Regions from separate parts of the Sus scrofa genome. Here region 2 is linked to region 1. A link is a contact called in public targeted proximity ligation data. All regions are on one chromosome and are shown on one strand. The core of a region is the stretch at or near the end of the contact, and the rest is flanking DNA. Distances in the headings are between cores, read along the strand shown.

The links.
Region 2: a contact with region 1 is called in a targeted proximity ligation map of skeletal muscle. A contact is called at or near these places in 1 of 47 Hi-C or Micro-C datasets (heart right ventricle) and 1 of 2 datasets of targeted methods (skeletal muscle).

Annotation. Positions count from the first base shown.
Region 1 is chr4:72,392,326-72,396,766 of Sscrofa11.1, reverse strand. No RefSeq gene overlaps it. Among named protein-coding and RNA genes, the nearest start is that of CLVS1, 140 kb to the right of the region's middle.
Region 2 is chr4:72,528,882-72,533,322 of Sscrofa11.1, reverse strand. No RefSeq gene overlaps it. Among named protein-coding and RNA genes, the nearest start is that of CHD7, 220 kb to the left of the region's middle.

The sequences.
Region 1 (4,441 bases), core at 792-3,291:
TGCCCAAGAAGCATGGGATGGATGATGGATGGATGGGTGGATGGATGGATGAATGGATGGATGCCAGATGGTGGCAGGTGGCTGTTTTCATGTAGCAGCCACTGGCAAAAGAGAGGTGTGTGGAGATCATTCTCCTCAAAGGCTGTGCATTTCTCTGCAGCTGGAAGGGCAGTGAATTGATCCAAAACAGGACCAAGAGCTTGAGAGAATTATGACAGCTCCATCAAACTCCCCTAAGTTAATCTGAATAAAAATGCATAAGCACCCTCCAGTGTTGACAAGGTGTGACCTCCACAGAGGCTAAAGCCGGGGGATCAGAGCTGAGCTAATAGGGCTGTTACATTCCTGAGATGCATGAAGTAGAGGAAATAACCTTTACATTGGTCACATCTGCCTACGCTGAAACTATGATTGAAACGACTCCAAATGTGATGCAAATAAAGGGATGTCCCAAGTTATAAATACCTAATTGATGACAGCCCATAAATATGAAGGATTGGTTGGGTACTGGCTTCCTTCACATACCCTTGCTCCCCTTGTCACACGCAATCTTCTCAGCAAACACCTGGGGTGTTTGGGCCATTGAAGACCTGTTGTCTCCTGGATTACCAAAGGAACATGGTGGACTCAATGGCTAGGACTCCTTCCACTCCCTCTTCTCCCAGCTTATAGTCAATTCAAGCTGGGATACACCTGTTCTCACACATCCTGTTTCATTTCCTTCTTCCCCCTACATCTTCCAACTCTTGTCAAATTAGATCAGAAAAAAAATTAATATTAGATTTTCTACCAAGAGTTTGATGCTGTGGAATTAGAGAGGGAATAGGACTGTGCCTGGCCCTTGCTGAGATGAAAATCTAAAGCAGAAAAGCATTTATCTCTATGCATGTCTAGCTAAATACTCCTCAAAAAATGACACAGGTGGGGCACTCGGATCTGACTCAAAAGAAAGTTATCATGAGAAAAAGCCAGTTTTACATATTATTTTCTTCTTGCCTTTGTTCTCTCTTCCTCGATCTCTCTCTTCCTTTTGCACCATTTTACAATGTCTGGTCTGTTGCCGTGCTTTCTAGGACTCTGTTCTATTTTGTAGTTACAGGCTGGTATGGAAAATGTGTGCATGCTGGCTGGGGCCCCTTTGTCTCCCATTTAGCTTTTGCTCAGCCTGTGAAATCAGATATTCACCAGAAAGGGCTAAGAGCACAGCACGCGCTAGCAAATGCACAGAGAAGCCGATCATCTCTTTCCCTCCCTCTGTGCTTCCTTTTCCTGACTCTCCAACATAGCAGCCCGTGTTTTTCTGCAGCTCTGGCAGGATCAAAGGTCAGGCGAAAACCACTCGGCTTCCATTTCTATTATGAAATAATTGTCATATCTGCATGATAATACACATATGTATGCCGGCGAAATTATCTGCCTCCTAAACATCCCTTCACACCCGGGAGAAGATGATGAATGTACCAGATGCGTCCGCGTCGCGATGAGCTCACAGAGCTGGGCGGAGTAGGACAGCTTGCCAGCTCTTCGGGTGGCTCTGTCTGGAGAATGCGTCACCTGGGCAGCTCCAGCTGTACCACCGGATACTGGTTCTAATATGTCCCACGGGAAGAAGGCAGGGCCCTACCTAAGAGGCCCGCTGTTCAGCCTCTGGCAGGAGAGCACTTCCTAGAGTATCCGCTCTGCCCCGCGAGCCTCTGGGGGTCATGAACATGCTGCGGATGAGCCCAGGCTTCCCAGCCCTGGTGCCATGCGTTTCTCGGAGGCTAGGGCTTCTGCTTTATCCTTCACATTTGCTCCTTGAAATATTTCCCCAAACGTGTTCTTGGGCGTGGGCCAGGTCTTAGCCTAAAACCCAAATAATCCGCTTTTCCCGAAGATCAGCAACAGACTGGGGTTTGAAATCAGGGCTGGAAGCGGAGAGAGGAGAGAAAAAGCTCCCTGTGGACCAAGCAGAGGGCCTGTTCCGGCTCCCCTCCAGCAGCGGGTGGAGCACCGTGGGCCTCAGCGGACCCCACACCACGCTGGAACCGCGTGACGATGCCGGGGCTTGAAGGGGAGCTGCCAGCCTACCTGGCTTGCCTTGCAGTTGGCAGCGTGGGAGCTCGGCTCCTCCTCCCACAGCCTTTGTGTTCTTGAGCTGGACTGGACTGGCTGGATCTAGGATCAGACACCACCCCCGCCCCCGATGTCCTTTTGTCTTAACAAGCAGTGCCTGGGGCGGAGGAAGCTGAGGGAAGTGTGGAGCAGAAGTTTTAAATAGAACCCTCATGCAGGCTTTCCCCGGATTGGATCCCAGACAGCATCGGTTGGTCCGCAGTTGGACTGCCCTATAAGAATGACTGTCTAAGGGGCACAGGAGGTGGCTGATAAAAGAAGCTGTGTGGTACAGGCAATGGGAAGGAGAGAGGTTGATTTGTTTTGCATTCCTCAGTGTGATGATGCTAAGTGGGGCGGGGGCGGGGCGGGGGTAGGGGGGCCTCATGCTGTGTCATGAGGCCTGAGTGGTGAGGTTCGCTCTCTAATTTGGGCTGAATTTGGATTAGGATCCCCGGGTGTGTGTTTGTGTGTTTGTTTATCTGCCAGCTGTGGCAGTCAGTCCAGGGCAGGGGCCAGGCCCCGGGCAAGATGGAATGTCTTGGTGTGGAAATTTCTCCTCTCAGCTGATATCTATGTTTATGGCCATCTTGATTTGTGTTACCGGTTGGCTTTTCTGTGAGCCTGGAATACATGCAAACCGTCCGATTCAGAGTGAAACCTCAGAAGATTTAATCAGATTCATTCTGAAACTGGTTATATTTTTCACTCTAACAATAAATCTAACAAGTTCAAGGGATGCTTTTTGAATTCATGAGTTTTCCTTTCCTCTTTTTTGGTGTTGGTCAGCAAAACCCACCACTGTAGAGACCTCGGGCATTTTTAAGTATTGGGGGCCATTTCTTCTATCTCAGTGGTCAGCTCTCCCTATGGGGCTAATGTTTCCCAAAAAATTTTCCAAAGAATTTGGTACGTCACCTCAAAAGAGTAATTATACGTAGGTTACATATACTTTTCTTTATTGCACTTCACAGTTATTGTGTTTTTACAACTTGAAAGTTTGTGACAATTCTGAGTCAAATGAGTCTTTTGGTGCCATTTTTCCAGGGGTGTTTGCTCACTACATGCCTCTTGTGTCACATTTTGAGAATCCTCAAAATATTTCAAATTTTTCCATTTTCATGTTTTTGGGTTTGTTTTTTAAATAATTTTTGGCCACGCCCATGGATGTGAAAGCTCCCAGGCCAGGGATTGAACCCGAGTCACAGCAGTGACCCAAGCCACTGCAGCAACAATGCCAGATCCTTAACCTGTTGCACCACGAGATAATGCCTCATTATCATGTTGGGGATGGTGATTGGTGATCTTTGATGTTACTACTACAAATCTCTGAAGGCTCAGATGATGGTTAGCATTTTTTAGCAATAAAGTATTTTTATTTTATTTATTTATTTATTTTTTATCTTTTGTTTTTATAGGGCCACACCCACGGCATATGGAGTTTCCCAGGCTAGGGGTCTAATTTGAGCTGTAGCCGTCGGCCTACACCAGAGCCACAGCAACATAGGATCCGAGCCAAGTCTGTGAACTACACCACAGCTCACGACAACCCTGGATCCTTAACCCACTGAGCGAGGCTAGGGATCAAACCCGAATCCTCGTGGTTCCCAGTTGGATTCGTTAACCACTTGCCATGACGGGAACTCCAATAAAGTATTTTTAAACTAAGATATGTGCATTATTGTTTTTAGACATAATGCGATTGCCCACTTAATAGACCACGGTATAGTGTAAGCATAGCTCTTCTAAGTGCTGGAAACCAACAGATTCATGGGACTCCCTTTATTGCGATATTTGCTTTATTGTAGTGGTCTGACAGTGAACCTGCAGTATCTCTGAGAGAGGCCTATAAATGCATTTTTCTCATTACATTCCAATTTTTCAAAACCAATATCCTATTATAGGATAAATATTAAACTTTAAGATGAACAGCGGCAAATGCAAATTAGCCCAGTTAGGGGGCTATTTACTTTCATAATCTTCTGAAAACAACATTTGTGAAGGTGGAGGGGAAAAAAATAGGTAGAAATAATTGATCTAAGATCAAACACATGCCAAAGACTAAAACATAATTTCTCTGAAAGACGTTATTTGGAAAAACTCAAAACATCTGGTTTCTGTTATAAAATATACGCGTAGAAAGAGTAGCGGGTCTTTGAGACATCAGCTTTTATATTTCTGGAATTTTATAATTGCTCTGTCCCTGTTTCTTTACACACAAAGTGGAACTTGTGTTTTTTACTGCTTACGTTGGCGGCCGTTGTTGGGGAGGGGCAGTGAGGTTGGGGGCACGTGCCGTAGGTGGCATTAGAGGAGCCCTATGTGATTTCTTTTCTTACTTTTCATA
Region 2 (4,441 bases), core at 1,048-3,547, 140 kb before region 1:
TGGCAGCATAGTGAAGCTTTTCTGTCCTGAATTTGTGATCTGCTATCAGAGCCCTTTAACATCTCTGAACAGAAGGCTCTTTGGGAGAAGAAAGCTTGGGGGTGGGGAGCAACATTGGGATCAGTCTTTTTTTTTTACTCGTTGGCTGTTTTCTTCCAGTCAGTGAGTAGTGCTCGAATTCTTCTGATCTCTGCCAGCATCTTGGTGAGGTGAGGCCCAGGGAAGGGTTAAAGTAGGCCACGGGCGGGTTTCCCTGCTGGCCTATTTTCCTGGGGCGGAGCAGCTGGCCAGGCACCACCTAGGAGCTCTTCAGAAAAAGGAGATGGCCACTCCTGATGCCCTTTAAGCCTTTGGAGATTTTCCTTTTACAGTGCGTTTTATACCATCTTCAGCAATGACCGTCTTTTTAAAATCACAGTTTCCCTTTAGCCCACGGGAGATGATAGATGTTCCAAATGTTGCAAACGTGGAATCTGATGAGATGAAAGACATACACAATTAGAAGAAGGACAGTCATTTTGAGGAATGGGCAAAAACGATTATTGGTAGCTAGATGTGAATAGCTTAGAAACAAATACTGCTAACATTTGGTCACTTGTTGAGGGTTGAAGCTTCGGTTGGAAAGAATTTGGTTGGATAGACTGTTGCTGAGCAGCCCCAGTCCCAGCTGGTGCTTTCCTAGGTGCCCAGGATTCAGAAGAGCTGGACCCCGCAGATGGTGCCCTCCGGAACTTGCGTTCTGTGGGGGGAGAGAGCTAACAGGTACATTTTAAAAAGACTTTTGGACAAGGATGAGCGCTTTGAAAGTGATAACACAGGACCAAGAGCAGGCCTCTCTGAGGAGCTGATATCTGAGCTGAAATCAGGAAACAAAGGGGAGGCGGCCGTGGTGCCGCGTGGGAGACAGCCGGAGAGGGGGTCACAACTCCAGGGGGTGCTGTCCTAACCCGAAGCCTGCCCTCACTCACTTGCGCGTGCAGACCAGCCAAACGGCCGAGCGGTCAGATGCTGGCCTCTGCCTCTGAATCTTCTATGCCTTGACTTGAAAGCCAGCAAGAGTGATTGAAAGCCAAAGACACAGCTCTCTCAGAGCAAAAATACCGAGTCTGTGGTGGGGGAGGGGGAGGTGCTGAGGTCTGAAGCATCTTCCTTCTCAGTGTCTCCCTCTGATAATCTCTTATTTCCTTTCTAAACCCACCACACACATCTAGCTCCTGAGGTTTCCTTCGGATGTTCTGGTCACCACCTTCCTGCCCCCAGGCTTCAAGCTCTGCCCTCTGATCCTTCCCAACATGGTCAGATTGGTTCCCAAGGCAGCCGCCGGAGGGAGAAGACAGTCTCTGTGTGAGGACTTAGTTTCCTCAGGCGAATAATACACTCCTGCATGCGTGTAGTGGAGACCTTTTGGCTTTTTTTTTTTTTTTAAATGATTTTTATTCTTTTCCATTAGAACTGGTTTACAGTGTTCTGTCAATTTTCTACTGTACAGCAAGGTGTCCCAATCACACATACATGTATACATTCTTTTTCTCACATTATCCTCCATCATAAGTGACTAGATATGGTTCCCAGTGCTATACAGCAGGATCTCATTGCTTATCCATTCCACAGGCAATAGTCTGCATCTACTAACCCCAGATTCCCAGTCCATCCCACTCCCTACTCCTCCCCCTTGGCAACCGCAAGTCTGTTCTTCAAGTCCATGAGTTTCTTTTCTGTGGAAAGGTTCATTTGTGCCGTATATTAGGTTCCAGATATAAGTGATATCATATGGTATTTGTCTTTCCCTTTCTGTCTTACTTCACTTAGTATGAGAGTCTCTAGTTCCATCCTTGTTGCTGCAAATGGCATTAGTTTGTTCTTTTTTATGGCAACTTTTTGGCTTATGTCCACCCTGTTAGGAGGAGAGACTTCTGGAAGGAGCTGTGGGGTTGATGTGCAAGAACACCCAAGAGGGTCCTGAGTAAGGACTCACCATAAGGGCAAAGAGAGTCAAAGTGTAATTAGAGTCATGAGACTAGAAGCTACAGCCTTGTCAAAAAAAAGGAGAAACTTCAAGCGTGCTAATAATAGCAACAATAAATTTTATTTATTAATGTTATTTTTGGGCCTCATCTCCCACCTTCCTTTTCATGATTTATACCAGATCCTTGAAAGCTGAAAGCTAGAATGAAAATGTGTGTCAGAGCTGGTTCACTAGAAATATCTAGAGCATGATCCGTTCATTCCTCCACGCCTTCCTAGGTGCGTGCTGTGGGCTTGGCACTGGGGATATGCCTGCAGGGAGCCTATAGGCCAGCAGGGGAGACAGAAAATAATCCTGGAGGCTGGAGAGAGCTCTGCGTGGCCGGGCGCAGAAGGTCACAGCACCACATATCGGGTTTCCTTAGCCTTGAGTTTTGAGAGTCAGAGGAGGCTTTGGGGAGGACACAGAGTCTAGGGTGAGACACGAGAGTAGGAGTCAGCCAGGTAGAGGAAGAGTTCCACCCCCATGGAACAGGCTGCATGAAAGTCCTGCAGGCAGAGAAGCACGACATATTTGAGGAACTGAAAGAGGCTCAGCCTGGGCAGAGCCTGGGGAGGATGCGAGAGGCCCAACAGGAGGGTGTACGGCCAGGGCGTCTCACGTGGGAGCCTTGATTTCACCCTAAAAGGCAAAGGAAAGCCACGAGAAGGCTTTAAAAGCGTGTGTGTGTGTGTGTGTGTGTGTGTGTGTGTGTGTGTATGCATGCACATGAGCGAGCATGTGCAAAGATCAGCCTTGAGCACTAGGAGGGTCCGGGTGTGAGAAGTTGCTGCAGATATTGGATTTGAGGGGATATAGAGCCTAGACGAGGGCAGGGCGGCGGGTGGATCTGAGCCACGTTTGAGAGGGCTTGTTTCAAACAGGGTGGATACGGAGAAGGAGGGGGAAGGTTGAGGTCACACCTAGGTTTCCGACTTGAACACGATGGGTCATTAGTGACATCTGCTGAGCTCAGGGACACTTGGGGAAACACGGACGGAACTGGATGGGTTTGCTTGCGTGATGCTGGGTTTGGGCCTCCTGAGTCCTGTCACCTGTATGAACTTGGGGAAACTGATCATCACTGGAAATTGAAACAGTCAATGGGATCATTCGTGTGTTTGTTTCTGCCATAGTCCGAGACCTTTGGGTTTTAAAGAAAGACATCCAGACAAACTAGTTTAAATAAAATGTGGAAATGCTGAGAGCTTCCCGAGGTGGACAGGAAAGCAGTGAGGATGGGCACAGCTCTTCCCACTGGCATGGGCAGCGTGGCCACCAGTGCCTTCCTCTGCTTCATTTCCTCCTGATGGCCCAGCCCGCTCCGCTCATCCAAGGGGCCTCTGTCCTTCCTGTCTTTGCTCGCCAAGGAACTGACTTGCTCTCGCCCCCAACAGACCAGCATCTGGGCTGAAAGGCTTATCATTATACTTCATCACAGTGTATACATCTCTTTATTCAGATTCTTGAGAAGAGGGGGTCTGATCGGCACTAAGAAGTTAATGGCAGGAATCCCCTGGTAGCCTAGCGGTTGAGGATCTGGCATTGTCACTGCTGAGGCTCAGGTCACTGCTGTGGCACCACTTGATCCCAGGCCTAGGAACTTCTGTGTGCCACAGGCTTAGCCAGAAAGAAAGAAAGAAGGAAAGAAAGAAAGGTGGCTTTGGATCAAGTGATCATCCTTGTTTCAAGTAATGATAGCAATATACGTGTGTATGTGTGTCTGTGTGTAAGCCTGTGTGTATATGTGTACTTGTGAGCACATGTATATGTATGTGTATGCATGTGGATATGTGTATATATGTGCATGTGTATGTGTATGCATGTGGATATGTGTATATATGTGTATGTGTGTGTATGGATGTGTGTTCATGTGTGTGTATGGATAAATGTGTATATGTGTGCATGTGTGTATATGGATGTGTGTGCTTGTGTGTGCATATGTATATATGGATGCGTGTGGATGTGTGTGCATATGTGTATATGGATATGTGTGTGTATGAATGTGTGTGTCCATATGTGCACGTGGGGGTGATTTTGTGTGAGGGGAGAGGTGCAGCCAGTTGTCCTGTCAAGTAGAGAACTTTGGGTTGGATAGACGTTGATACATTATTTATCTTCTTATCTCACCTGCTGAATGCTGATTCTGCTGCCCTCTGCATTCTGTGAGGCAGAAAGGAGCCCGGGCAGGTGGACTGAGCCTGAATGTCTCCTTTCCCAGTGCAATCTTGGGTGTTATGTAGCCTCTTGGAGCCTCAGTTCCCTGCCCTGTGACATTGGCCATCCCGCCTGCCTCCCTGGGGAGAGGGAATAAAATAGACACCGTGGGTGCTCGGCAGGAGAGAGGAGGCACTCAGTGACTGTCCATCCCTCCCTTATGTGTGTTCAAATCACCCTTTTCTCAGAAAACAGGAACAGAACGTAATGTCACATATT